Linked DNA regions of Mus musculus: region 2 is linked to region 1. A link is a contact called in public HiChIP or PLAC-seq data. All regions are on one chromosome and are shown on one strand. The core of a region is the stretch at or near the end of the contact, and the rest is flanking DNA. Distances in the headings are between cores, read along the strand shown.

What was found. HiChIP or PLAC-seq counts read pairs in DNA pulled down with a chosen protein or histone mark.
Region 2: a contact with region 1 is called in an H3K27ac HiChIP or PLAC-seq map of heart atrium, with 6 read pairs. The contact joins two enhancer-like sites. A contact is called at or near these places in 2 of 484 Hi-C or Micro-C datasets (the STO cell line and embryonic stem cells), 1 of 115 datasets of contacts at active chromatin or transcription factors (heart atrium) and 2 of 9 other capture datasets (adipose tissue and liver).

The regions. Positions count from the first base shown.
Region 1 is chr13:12,193,272-12,200,160 of GRCm38.p6, reverse strand. It overlaps Mtr (5-methyltetrahydrofolate-homocysteine methyltransferase), which reads left to right. Exons shown (of 33, transcript NM_001081128.3): 26 at 1,017-1,115; 27 at 2,173-2,248; 28 at 4,768-4,923; 29 at 6,351-6,547. Among named protein-coding and RNA genes, the nearest start is that of Gm10336, 10 kb to the right of the region's middle. Within about 2 kb of position 3,935, at least 40 of the 459 cell types and tissues checked have an H3K27ac peak or open chromatin away from gene starts, as enhancers often do. A contact at or near this core is called in heart atrium, where this site is marked.
Region 2 is chr13:12,366,379-12,373,267 of GRCm38.p6, reverse strand. No RefSeq gene overlaps it. Among named protein-coding and RNA genes, the nearest start is that of Heatr1, 26 kb to the left of the region's middle. Within about 2 kb of position 3,942, at least 43 of the 459 cell types and tissues checked have an H3K27ac peak or open chromatin away from gene starts, as enhancers often do. A contact at or near this core is called in heart atrium, where this site is marked.

The sequences.
Region 1 (6,889 bases), core at 2,686-5,185:
GTAAAGAGAGAACAAAGCATTAAGAGCTAAGATATCACCCAAGATCCATTTTATTTTGGCCAGTTTTACTAAAGAAATGTGAAAGAGCAGGCTAGAGTTGGTGGTGTGCCGTCGCTGCAGTGTCTGCCCTGCTCGCACATCGAGTGCTTTCTCAGGCTCGCTGACAGGAGTGAGCAGCAGCTGAAGGATGCACCGAGAGGCCTTGTACTTATACATCTGACCAGGCTGACAGATGCCTTTAATCTACAGATATGACATGATCTCTTTGACTATTGCTAGAATTAACTGGAATGTAAAATGACCTTTTGGATATAAGAAATTGATAGGGCCAGCTGACTTAACCAGAAATTAGAACGATATTCAAAATCCAGAGTAATAAATAGTTTCTTAATGAATTTAACAAAATCCTTGCCTAGGTGTCTTTCCCTTGTCCTCTGGTAAATCCTGATTGTCATTCTCATGTGTTTGCTGAATAAGAGGCTACAACAGCTGGGCGACATCCTGCTTCCTTCACCTAGAAACTCAGTGTAAGATAGACAAGAGCTAAGCAGTCCCTTCTGTCCTTAATCACATTTGTAGTTTTCAACAAAAGCCCATGATCTGACAACAGAGACTTTTGAAGGAGAAGAAATCTACTGAAGGAGCTGATAATCTGGGAGACTCTAGGAGCATCATGCAGACTGGATGACAGTGACCACAGTTTCTGAGCTATCTTCTAAAAGGAAAAATTTCAGATCTGTGTATTAATTATATGGAGTATATATGGAATTTTTACAGTAATCACGATTATGCTGAGTTGAGTGTATCTCAGGGTGGTCATGGTAGTGCAGTGTCACAGTGTGTATGGAGCTCAGAGACAACTTGTAGAAACTAGTTCTCTTCTTGTACCGTGGGTCCTAGGGATTAAAGTGAGGTCATGGAGCCGGCATCCTTGTCTGCCGCCCACCTCCCTAGCCTCTGAGCTCTTTGTCTTCCTTTGCTGCCTCGTGGTTGTTGAGCTTCATCTTCCCTTTCAGTGTTCTCAGCTGTTAGATGAAAATCTGAGAGATGACTACTTTGAAGAAATACTGGAAGAGTATGAAGATATTAGACAGGACCACTATGAGTCTCTCAAAGTAAGTGATAAAAGCAGGTCTTGCTCATTTCAGATCACAGTGACTCATGGTTTTTCATAGGCTTTGTTGACTGTTTGAGGAGTCCTTTGAAGAGGTCTATTTCCTAGCTCAGATCTGAGTTCTCTGGTATCTATAGTCCTGAGTGGGTTTTTTGTTGTTGTCGTTTTGCTTTTGGTTGTTCTAATGCATTTTAAGGAGGGTATGGACCTACTTACTTATACCCAGCACTTAGAGGGGCAAGAGGATCATGACTTTGAAGCCAGCCTGGGCTACCCACCAAGACTATGTCTTGAAACACTTGAGAATTTTATTTTTCTGTCTTGAGCCAAACATTCTGAGTCTTGAGTGGGTGTTAGGCTCCATGCCAGACACCAGGCCGATGGGAAAGAGCTTACTGACATCCCAGAGGTGGGAGCTAGATCATCCCAAAATGGTATCCTCAGACTTGTGCTTGAGGGGGAAATGGAGGAAAATAGAGCATTAACCAGACACTCACAAACCTCTCCTCTCCTTACTTGCCCAAGGTTTTCTGCCATTCAGAACAATGTCCCTTCTAGGCTTCAGGAACTCCATAATTGAAGTCATGGTGCTCTGCCTTCCATCTTTGTGTGGGACATTAGGAGAGTTGCTAGGATATAAACGAGAGAATGAATAGCAGCCCCAGGTGCTGCTGATGCCTTCTTCCCACTCTCCTTGCAGTTGCCTACAGCTGACAGTTCTTTGGGTCTGCCTTGGTCTGATCCTCAGGGTCATTATGGTGGGGCAGCTAACTCCAAGACCGACTTGTGTCCTGAAAGAGCTGGTCGAGTCTGCAGGGTCAGACTTAGAACCACAATGTGGAGCTAGTAAACACATGTCACTCTTTACTGTCTCCTCTTCTAGTGGCAGTGTGAAGCCACAGTGGGTGGGAAAGGGTAGGGATTTTCTTTTAAAAGGGTTCTGTTTTGTTTATTTGGTTATTTGTCTCGTTTGCAAAAGCTTCTACATCAGCTTCCGTGGCCATGTTTTCATTGTAGAGATAGAAAAGCTAAGTGATTCTGACTATTTTCTTCAACAGGAGAGAAAATACGTACCCCTAAGTCAAGCCAGAAAACACGGTTTCCACATTGATTGGCTCTCTGAACCTCATCCAGGTCTGTGGCTGCTGCTGGACTCACAGCTAAGTGTGATAACTGACAGTGTCTAGGACGTGTTGCAGTGCTTGGCTACAAAGGAGCCTGCAGTGAGAACTTCTCAGTTGTGTGTCATATGAGCCACTCCACCAATGGAAAAGAAAGTAGATAGGAAGACCTACTGAGTGCCACCACTGTTGTGAGATGGATTCATCATAGTATACTGAGTCCTTGATGACTCTGTACCAAGCATGGCTATTGTGTCCATTTTAACTGAAGAGAAGGGAATTTCAGATAGTAACTGGAATGACTGTCAGGTTTCTAGTATCAGGTTTATCTTCTGTAGCCTGTGCTGTGCTTGAGTGGGACTTCTCAACTGACCTGAGTTGCATGCAGGCCAAAGACTTGGCTTGGAATGTCTGAAATATAAAATGGCCTTGCACTTACAGGTCTTGAGAGACTCTGCAGCAAAGCTGGGTCCCTTTTCACTTTCTTGTTCTGTCTCTGGATGCTTCCCTTTTAATTTCTGTTATGTGGTTTCTTCCTGTTTTATTTCTAGCTACTTTTCTTACCTCACATAGGTGTTCACAAGGGAATAATATGCGTAAGATGTTTTGACAGGCTCAGAGAGACATGAGATACAAATGCAAAACCAAGACAGGGTGAAAGGGGGTTCTGTTAGCAGAATCCGTATTTTCAAGGTAATGTCTGAAATCCGCTTTCAGTGCTCATGACATCTGTGCTCTACACATGCTCTGCAGAGTTGAGATGAAATTGCAAATGTAGGTGTGCTCAGTTCTGATTTCACTCCTGCTGGGTTCAGGGTGGTTTAGTGGAAAGAGTGCCAGACTGGGAGCTGGAGGCCCGAGTGCTTGTCCCTACTTGGCTCCTGGCTCTGATTCACTGTTGTGACCTTGAGTGTCTGTCTTCTGCATTTTTACAAGCTCCGTTGTGTAAAGGGGGATTACTTTAAGGAAATGTTCAAAGGGTAAAATTAGATACTAATGTGAAAACCTTTGAAGACCTAGAAATCACTAGAGCAGAGTCCATGCTGTGGGTCTTTATTTACTGTTTATCTTTACTCTAAACGTTGGTCTAGAGGCGTCAGGGCAAGTTGTCGATCCTAAAAGGGCTGTGGCTCCTGGTAGTGGTGGAGATACTTCTTGGGTTGCCTTTTTTAACCCCCATATGATGCATCACTCGGCTCTATCTACCTTACTGCCTGAAGGATGCGGGTCTCAAGGTATGGCCTTCCCATGTTTTGAGGCTATTCCAGTTATCTTCAGGGAGCTATAGGACATCAAACCCTAAAAAGGACAGCTTTCTCTCTCTAGACCTTGGGAAGAAGAGCCTGAAGCAACAACCCCAGGATTCTGGGCATGAAGCTTGATCAAGAGTAGCCCTGCCCTCAGCAGCTCCACAGCTGCAGGCCACTGTAACAAGAGGCCTCTTTAAGTCTGGAGTGTCAGTGGTCTCTCTTCAGTTTCTCTCCTAAGAAGACTATCCAGACTTTGTTAACAAAGCTGTTCAATGGTGGTTGAAAAGAGGGGCAGTTGTGAATCATGGGAAGATGGCAGAACAGATGGGAGGAGTCACTGCGGTGCAGGAAGGCAGAGATTCTAGTTAAGAGCTCCTCCGCTCTCCCCTTGCTTCCTGAGAGGCCGGTGTTCTTCAGAGCAGCTGCTAACAGTGGAACAGCCAGTCCTCAGATCCCTAGTCACAGGGAGACATGGCCATTCAGAGTTGGCAGTAGCACTGGTACCTTGGCCTCTGGCCCAGTATCCATGTGGCATTTTGTCCTTGGTGTCCTGAAATGGCTGGAGCACAGTCTGCCTATAGAGGCCCCAGAATCATGTATGTTATGGTATGTTTCAGGCTTGGATATAAAGGACAATTTCTGAACACCCCTCTATTTCCATTATACAATCTAAGAAATGATTTATGACTCCTTTTTTTTTTTAAAATCGGGTATTTATTCATAGTGGAGGTCCTGTATTTGTCCCTCCCCTGCAGAGTAGGGAACTCATTTCAGTATATGTCCCTACTCTGTGTGTGTGTGTGTATGTGTGTGTGTGTGTGTGTGTGTGTGTGAGAGAGAGAGAGAGAGAGAGAGAGAGAGAGAGAGAGAGAGAGAGAGAAAGAGAGAGAGAATGACTGTGCAGGCAAGGCTCTTGGTTCATGTTTGTAAACCTGATACGAGTAGTGTATTACACAAGCCCTTCTGCTTCTGCAGTGGTCTTTAACACTCTGACCGTCTGTATACTCAGGGATGAACTCAAGGCTTCCTTTTTTCTTGGCTATGGTGGGGCTAGAAGGGTGGAGGGAAGTTTCCAGCAGTCAGTCAGCTGCATGGGAAAATTCCTTTTCCACAGTAATTGAAAGTTCTGTTCTTGGTAAGACAACTCCTACGGGTGACAGGAGGGAAGCAGGTGTGGGAGTGCGCTGTGGAGTGAGGAGCAGCAGAGGACACCTCAGTGTGTGTTGGTGTGAGTGCTCTCCCAGCTGCTGTGCCAACGCTGACAGCTGTGCCTCTCCTCTAGTGAAGCCCACGTTTATTGGGACCCAGGTCTTTGAGGACTACAACCTGCAAAAGCTGGTGGACTACATTGACTGGAAGCCTTTCTTTGACGTCTGGCAGCTCCGGGGCAAGTACCCGAACCGAGGATTTCCCAAGATATTTAATGACAAAGCAGTAGGTTAGTAAGTCCTGCCTGCCTGGTGTTCACGATGTGTTGTGATTCGGAGTGGTTTGAGGGAAGGCACTAAGTGTTTAGTTTGTACAGGATACAGCTGCTTCCACGTGACTCACCACTCAGCTTTCACACGAGCATTTCAGTGTTTGCTTGCCCTTATCATGTCAGGTAAATGTGCCCTTTTATTAACATTTTCTTCAAATAAATGTACTTACTGACATCAGTTACACACTGGTCTCTGCATGGCAGAGAGGCAAAAAAAAAGAAAAAAAAGGAGCTATCTTGAGGTTTAGTACCTGATTGACTACAGTGGAGCTGACAGTCCTAGGTTTGTTCTGGGCTGATGCTCGACTCTTGCTAAGGGCTCTGCCTGGGATCCCACTCACATAAGAAGAGGGGCTAGAACTCCAACAGGAGATTAGAGTGGGCTTCCTGGAAGTGGTGGGACTTGAAATGTTATTGAAGATTCCATGGGGTTGGTGAGCCTGGGTATAGGGATAGGAACCAGGAAAAAAGGATATTTCAGAGAAGGAAAGTGGGCAGCTTTGGATGCAGGTGTCCACGTGGGGAGTTGCAGACTTCGTTGTACCCAGAACACTCAAGGAAGGAGGGAGACTTGGTGTTATAAAGAAGAGAAATGAATAAATCAGTAAATTGTTCCCCTCGGTTATCGTGGGTAGCTCACCCCCACCCAGGAACCGAGAGACTTGGAATCACAGCATGAAGACGCCACAGCAGAGCAGCACGGGAGGAGGCATCCTGCTGAACCATTAGATTCGATGGAGAGAGCCCGGGAACAAGACACTTGTCAGCTTCGAGAGGGTCCTGGGCGGGTTAAAATGCTTACGGGCAGTCGAAGGCTTAGGCGAGCGGCTTCTTACTGTACTGTCCTTGTGCCCACCACAGGCAACCTGAGAAGGGAGTGTAGGACTGTACTTCACCCAGGCAGGGCAGGGCAGCACACGTTGCCCACTGAGAGCTAATGGGAACTGAAGGAGAGTGTCCCAGAGCTGTAGGACATCAGGAAGGAGGGTGCCTACCATTGCAGATGCTGACACCTTCCAGGTTACAGCACCAACACCATGTAAGAGGATTTGGGCCACACTTCGCTGTTGACCCTGTCTCGTCCAAACATCACTGGGAAGTTAATGGGATTATATGTGGAATATCAGTTCTTGCCTTCTTTTTTGACAAGAGGTGCCATGGATTTAGCCTCAGGATTCTACTAAATGGGAAAATATAAACACATTGAGCTAGAGGAGGCCCACTGTTAGGGCTCATTTCATGGACCCACTATCTACTCTGTACTCTGTTTCAGGCTGTGTCCGTGGCAAACAGTCTTTGTGGGGAAGGAGAAGTGGCAGTGTTTTAATTGTTATTTGCAGATTACTATTGGCATCTTTAAATACATCCTTATATATTTTTAATAGGTGAAGAAGCCAGAAAGGTATACAATGATGCTCAGAATATGCTGAACATACTGATTAGTCAAAAGAAACTGCAGGCCAGGGGTGTGGTTGGATTCTGGCCAGCACAGAGTGTCCAGGATGACATCCACCTGTATGCAGAGGGGGTGGTGCCCCAGGCCGCTGAGCCCATAGCCACCTTCTATGGACTGAGGCAGCAGGTATGCAATGTGTGTGGACAGCGAGGGCATTGCTTTGACTTTCAGGTTTGCAAACTACACTAAATGTCAGTTGGGAATTAAGGAATCGGAGCCTTTCATTTGTCTGTCTCACTTCATCTAAACAGTCCTCCATAGGCCTGAGTCTTAGGCCTCTGTGAGGATGGAGAGAAGACTCCAACATGGGTGTAGGGGTTCACTGTAGTCTGCAGAGAGACAAGGATAGTTCTGTTAGCTTAGCTGTCATACTCATGCTCTTAGCCTTTCAGTCCCCTTAGCTCTTGAAACTAGGAGGCAGGAACCCAACAATTGCTTTTCACCTGAGTCTGCTACTCAAGACTGACA
Region 2 (6,889 bases), core at 2,693-5,192, 170 kb before region 1:
TGACTCACAGTGTGAGAGGGTATGGTTCACCATAGTGGGAGAGACATGCTGGGATTCAGGGTGGCAGGAGTGTTCAAAAAGTACTCCTTACACGTCAGAAAGCAGAGAGCACTAAGGCCAGGCATGAGGCTAGCCACCAGCACAGGGACATTCAGCTCTTCTATCAGCTCAGCCCCAACATCCCAAAGCAACACCACCAGCCAGAGACCAGGTGTCCCACCCAACACATGGGCCTGCGGAGGACATTTCATGTTGAAGCCTGTCTGAACTGCGAGCCAAAGTAAATCCTTCCCTTAAGTTGCTTCTGTGAGTTATCTGGTCTTAGTGATAAGAAGAGTGGCTGACACACTTCTCCTTGCCTTCAGTGGTGTTCTCATGGCAACCCGTTTCTCATTGTCCCTAGCAGCCAGAGTCAATCCTGCACTGTACTTTCACTGTATATAATTCCCTCTTAGCCTCCCTACCCAGACCAGGGAGACCTGGAGAGGACAGGGTGGAAGATAAACCATGGAGGGGCAAAGAATCACAAATGATTTTCTCGTTATCTTGTGGAATTTATTGTGAAACAAGACAACATTGTCTGCTGACCTTAAGCAAATGTCTGGCAAAAATATCCATGGGCCAGGGAGATGCTCATCGGGTAAAGGGGCTTGCTGCCAACCTTCATGGCCTGAGTTTTATTTCAGGGACCCATGTGATGGGTCTCTTGCAAGTTGTCATCTCACCTCCATGAAATAAATAAATAAATGTAAGTTTTTTTTTTTTTAATTTAAATGTATCAGTCATGAGCAGGGAAATAGTTCAGTGAATAAAGGCACCGGTTGCTAAGCTTGACAGCCTGATCTCAATCCAGGATTGGATCCGCATGATGGAAGGGAGAGAATGGACTACCACAATTTATCCTCTGACCCATGCCTACTGTGGTGTACCTGCATGTGTGTGCACGTGTGCACGCATGTGCACACACAAACACAAATCAGTGATGTTTTTAAATTATTCCTTTAGTTATACAAAAATTATAAACAAACTTACAGAATATATTAATTTTTTAGTGTATTTCACAGTTCTTTGTTTTACACACATACACACACACATGCATACACACACAATTTTATTTTATGCATTTGGGTATTTTGCCTGCATGTATTTCTATGTACCATATGGGTGCATGACCCCTACATAGAACAGATAAGGGTATAGGATCTCCTGGAACTAGAGTTATGAGCCACCATTTGGGTGCTAGGAATCGAACCTCGGCCCTCTGGAAGAGAAGCGTGTTCTCTCTCTCTCTCTCTCTCTCTCTCTCTCTCTCTCTCTTTCTCTGTTTTTTTTTTCCATTTTTTAATTAGGTATTTACTTCATTTACATTTCAAATGCTATCCTGAAAGTCTCCTATACCCTCCCCCTGCCCTGCTCCCCTACCCACCCACTCCCAATTCTTGGCCCTGGCGTTCCCCTGTACTGGGGCATATAAAGTTTGCAAGACCAAGGGCCTCTCTTTCCAGTGATGGCCGACTAGGCCATCTTCTGCTACATATGCAGTTAGAGACATGAGCTCTGGGGGTACTGGTTAGTTCATATTATTGTTCCACCTATAGGATTGCAGACCCCTTCAGCTCCTTGGGTACTTTCTCTAGCTCCTCCATTGGGGGCCCTGTGTTCCATCCAATAGATGACTGTGAGCATCCACTTCTGTATTTGCCAGGCACTGGCATAGCCTCACAAAAGACAGCTATACAAGGGTCCCTTCAACAAAATCTTGCTGGCATATGCAATAGTGTCTGCATTTGGTGGCAGATTATGGGATGGACCCCCAGGTGGGGCAGTCTCTGGATGGTCCATCTTTTCGTCTCAGCTCCATACTTTGTCTCTGTAACTCCTTCTATGGGTGTTTTGTTCCCAGTTCCAAGAAGGGGCAAAGTGTCCACATTTTGGTCTTCGATCTTCTTGAGTTTCATATGTTTTGCAAATTGTATCTTGGGTATTCTAAGTTTCTGGGATATTATCCACTTATCAGTGAGTGCATATCAAGTGAGTTCTTTTGTGATTGAGTTACCTCACTCAGGATGATACCCTCCAGATCCATCCATTTGCCTAGAAATTTCATAAATTAATTGTTTTTGATAGCTGAGTAGTACTCCATTGTGTAAATGTACCACATTTTCTGTATCCATTCCTCTGTTGAGGGACATCTGGGTTCTTTCCGGCTTCTGGCTATTATAAATAAGGCTGCTATGAACATAGTGGAGCACGTGTTCTTATTACCAGTTGGAACATCTGGATATATGCCCAGGAGAGGTATTGCTGGATCCTCCGGTAGTACTATGTCCAATTTTCTGAGGAACCGCCAGACTGATTTCCAGAGTGGTTGTACAAGAAGCTAGTTCTCTTAACCACTGAGCCATCTCCGCATCCCCTAGTTGTTTGTTATATTAACAACTAATGTCTGCCTATTAAAGAGAAGGTGCTAGACCCCTACCTTGGTTCGCAGAATTCTAGGAGGAAATGGTGCTAGTAGAATGCTATTGTGTGTCTTCCATAAAAACAGTTCATGTAGGAATCCCTTTATGTTTTCCCCTCTTCCGCAAGACAAGCCTGCAAATACTCATGTGTTTGACTGCATGAGGTGACTCTTGATGTGTACCCTCTCACTCACGTAGTCACTCTCATATGAGCCTTCTTTGGAAAGATTTCAGGTCTATGTTAGTAGTGAACTATGACAATGGACATACGTTGGCTCGTTGGCTGTGTGCAAATGTTCACGACAAGCATAGGTAGCTGTGCTGTGTTGGACAAGTTTGCCAGAACAAATTCACCCTTTAAATGCATAAGCATTCTCCCCCCCCCCCAAAAGCATATTTGCTACATCAAATGTTGTTGATGCAAGCATTACTTCACTTTCCCCATGATGAGGCTTGCTAGAAAGGACACCCCAAGCAGAGAATCTCACACGATTTCCCAGCATCCTCAGCACATGACATCAGCATATGCATTCAGGCCATTCTCTTCAGCTTATATAGCCCGGGCCACCGGCATCATCTGAGGTTACAATGTCACTCAGGTGGCTCACGTCACCACTTTCCATTCCCTCCCACTGCTGCAGTCTCATTTTAGCCTCGGGGATCACGAGGCATGGAGTGTCCAGAATGTCACTTGTGGAGATAACATTACTGTTTGCCCCTACTGTCCAGTGACCGTGCTCCAGCACCAAGCATCACGTGCTGTGCGTGTGACTAGAGAGGAGGATGTAAGCAGAGGGCTTTGCTTGGGGCTGATGTGGCCAACAGAAAATGCAAACAAGGCAGTTTCTTGCGCTCAGCGGCAAACTTGGCATATGTGGCTGTCCCTGCAACAAATGACAATAGTATTTAGATACTCAATTTCCAAGCATTAGGAGGTCTGGTGCTTGGAGTTCTCACCCGCTGAGTGGCGGAAGCTGGAATGGCAACTCCCACTTTCCCCCCAGGAACATCTCTCAAGGACTACCACTTCCATTTCATGGCTTTTCGGTTTCAGCCTCATAAACCTCCCCTCAGAGGGAAATACAAAAATAGAATCAGAGAGACAAGGAGAGAAGGCAGGGCAACAGAATGCTTCTTCAGAGCCCCATGGACTGTTTGGAATTTCCTTTCTCAATAATCCACAGGATCATCAAAAATAGGGTCTGTCTGCTTTCCACAGCTCTGCAAAGTTCTAGGTCTGGACCCTCCTAACTCAGCCATGCCGCTGGGGTGGTGGGGAGGGCCCACTGGGCAGGGGTCGCTTGCAAGCACAGCTGCTCCTAAGCTCAGGAGCTTAGCCTTGCCAGCCGTGAGCTGTTGCCAGGTTTCTGGAGTGTTAGAATAGTAAACAGTTGTTTCTCAGAAACAGAGATAGGGTGATCCGCAGCCTCACATGCTAAATTTAAATTTCATTACGCTCTTTCCTAACAACAGGGATCAGGGCTTTTCAAGCAGGGTGGGGTGGAGGGAGCTGTAGCTCTAGAGGGTTGGAAGAAGGAACCACTAGGTGATTCAGTTTCGCCAAATCCCAAAGGATGCTTTGCTCATGTGCTCACTGTGTCCCTGACATTTTGAGAGGAGCCTAGAGGCTCTCAGGGAAAAAATCAGACTGGGAGGTGTCACAAGTTCTTGGCCATTAGCCCCGGTGCTGCCCCTTGTGAACTTTCTCACAGTTAGCAGGAAGCAGCCAAAGGGCTGAGAATAAAGCCGAATAAAGTGCACATAATTAAACGCTGACAAGAGCCCGGCTGTAAACTCCGATGTCATCAGCCATGTCATCAGAACAGCGATGGCTAAGGAGATGAAAGGGACTGGAGGGGCTGCAGACATGGCTCCATCAGTAAAGTCTCTGTCACACAAGGGCAAAGTCCTGAGTTCAATCTCTAGAACCCACATAAAAGTCATGGTACACATCTGCAATCCTAGCTCTGGGAAGAGGGGAGACAAGGGGATCCCCAGAGTCTGTTGGCCAGCCAGTCTAGCTAATTGGGGAACTCCAGGCTCAAGGAGAGTAAAGTAGTGATCAACCAAAGAAGATAACAGATGTCAAACTTGGCCTCCATACGCATGTGTATACATATCTGTGCACACAAAGTCAACTGTAAATATACACACAAACACTACCCACACATACACACAAAAAATAAAGTGATTGTGGTAGTTTAAATATGGCTGACCCACACAGTGGCACTATTAGGAAGTGTGGCCTTGTTGGAGGAAGTGTGTTATCATGGGTGTGGGCTTTAAGACCCCCATCCTAGCTGCCTAGAACTCAGTCTTGTCCTGTTTGATTTTGTAACAAGATGTAGAACTTCCAGCTCCTCCACCATACCTGCCTGGATTCTACCAAGCTCTAGCCTTGATGATAATGGACTGAACCTCTGAACTGGTAAGCCAGCCCCAATTAAATGTTGTCCTTATAAGAGTTGCCTTGGTGTCTGTTCACAGCAGTAAAATCCTAAATAAGACAAAGTTGATACCAGGGACTGAGATGTTGCCGTGATATGCCTGGCCAGGTTTTTGTTTGGAAGAATGTGGATTTGGACCGCAGTGGAATTCATTAAGTTGGGCTAAATGAGCCATCCTAGTAAGAATATGGAAGCCTGTTGCTGTGAGTGATTTGAACTGTGCAGACCTGGTCCAAGAAGTTTCAGTGGAGAAGAATTTCAATATGTGGCATAGAGATTGTTTTTGTAATATTTTGGTGAAGAATGTGGCTGCTTTTGGCCCTTGTCTGAAGAGTCTACATGAGACTAAGGTGAAGAGATTTGTATTAATTGCATTGACAAAAGAAGTCTCAGCAGACTTTGTTCCCTGGTTAAGTCTCATGAAGAGTATTTTCAACAAGTGTAGCAAAGTTTAGAAAGGAAAAATATAAAATATATGGTTTGAGTATCAAGGGGGCACCAGGAAGTGAAATGGAGCTGAATCCTGAGTTCAAGGATATTAAATCGAATGAAGGGAGTAGTGACCTTGGGGCAAGATTCCATCCAGCTAAATTCAGGCCCAGGCTTGGTACTCTAAGTCTTTAATCCCAGGAGGTAACAGCAAGAAAGTTTCTGAGTTCAAGGCCTGGCTGGTCCAGAGCAAGTTCCAAGTACAGAAAAATTTAAACCCAGGCGCAGTGGACCACACCTTTAATCCCAGTGCGTAGGAGGCTGGTATACACATCTCTGAGTTCACAGTCAGTCTACAGAGCAAGTTCTAAGGCCAGGCAAGCTTAGGTAGTAAAGGGATTGAAAAACAGAAAGTTGGTGCTAATGAAATATAACAAAGGGGTGATGTTCTAGCCCCAGTAAGCAGCAGAACTCAGCAGCTTTGGTCATTTGGCTCTGGTTTTATATTCAAGAGGAGAATGAGACTACTGGGACAATTGGTGCTGGTTAGCTGAAGCTAAGAAATTAGTGGTGATGAAGAAGAGATCAGCATCACTGAGGTGAAATCTTCTGGGAAGTGTTTTCTGAAAGCACAAAGAAGCTGTGTTCCAGAGGCAGCCACGGTTGTACCTCGTGCTGCAGCTATACTTGGTAATGTGTAAGAGTCATTCAGGTGGTACTGGCTTTGAAGGCATGAAGGTGATATGAAGAACAGCTGAGGCTTGGCACTATGAGAGGCCATAGAAGGCCATTAGAAGGTACAGCCTCAGTTGCATTTGGCAGCCTAGGACTGAAGGAGTCATGCAAAGAACTTGAGGCTTGGCACCATGAAGAGAACCTATGAGAAGCTATTGATGAAGCCTAATTGTAGCAGAAGACTCCAGTGTAATGAAGATGCCAGTACCATGGAATGAGCACCAAGAACAGCAGCAGCAGTGGAATAGAGTCAGCCAGAGCCTAGAGTGCTACAGAGGGCAAAGCTCCTTCCTTTGAAGGAGCCCAAAGGACCATGTGTGGATCCCAAACACTGGAACAAGAAGCTGTAACACTGAAGTTGTCTTGGAGACCTCAAGATGATCGAGATGCCAGAGCCATGGGATATCTACTAAGGAAAGCTGCTAACAGGGAGTGGAACCAACCCAGGAGAAAGAACTTTGTTGCAATCAAGAAAGATGAAAAAGGAGTTGGAAATCTGAAGACTGCTTTGACAACAGATATGGACATGCAGAGAATGGAGTTTGCCCAGCTGGTTTTCTGTCTTGCTTTGGAGATTACAGTTAAGTGATTGTAGAATCTTGGAGACTGAATTTTGAACTTTCAACATTGTTGAGACTGTTATAGACTATGGAACTTTGGAAGGTGGATAACTGTATTTTGCATTTTTTCTTTCTTTCTTTCTTTTTTTTTTTTTTGAGACAGGGTTTCTCTGTATAGCCCTGGTTGCCCTGGAACTCAGTCTGTGGACCAGTCTGGCCTCGAACTCAGAAATCTGCCTGCCTCTGCCTCCCAAGG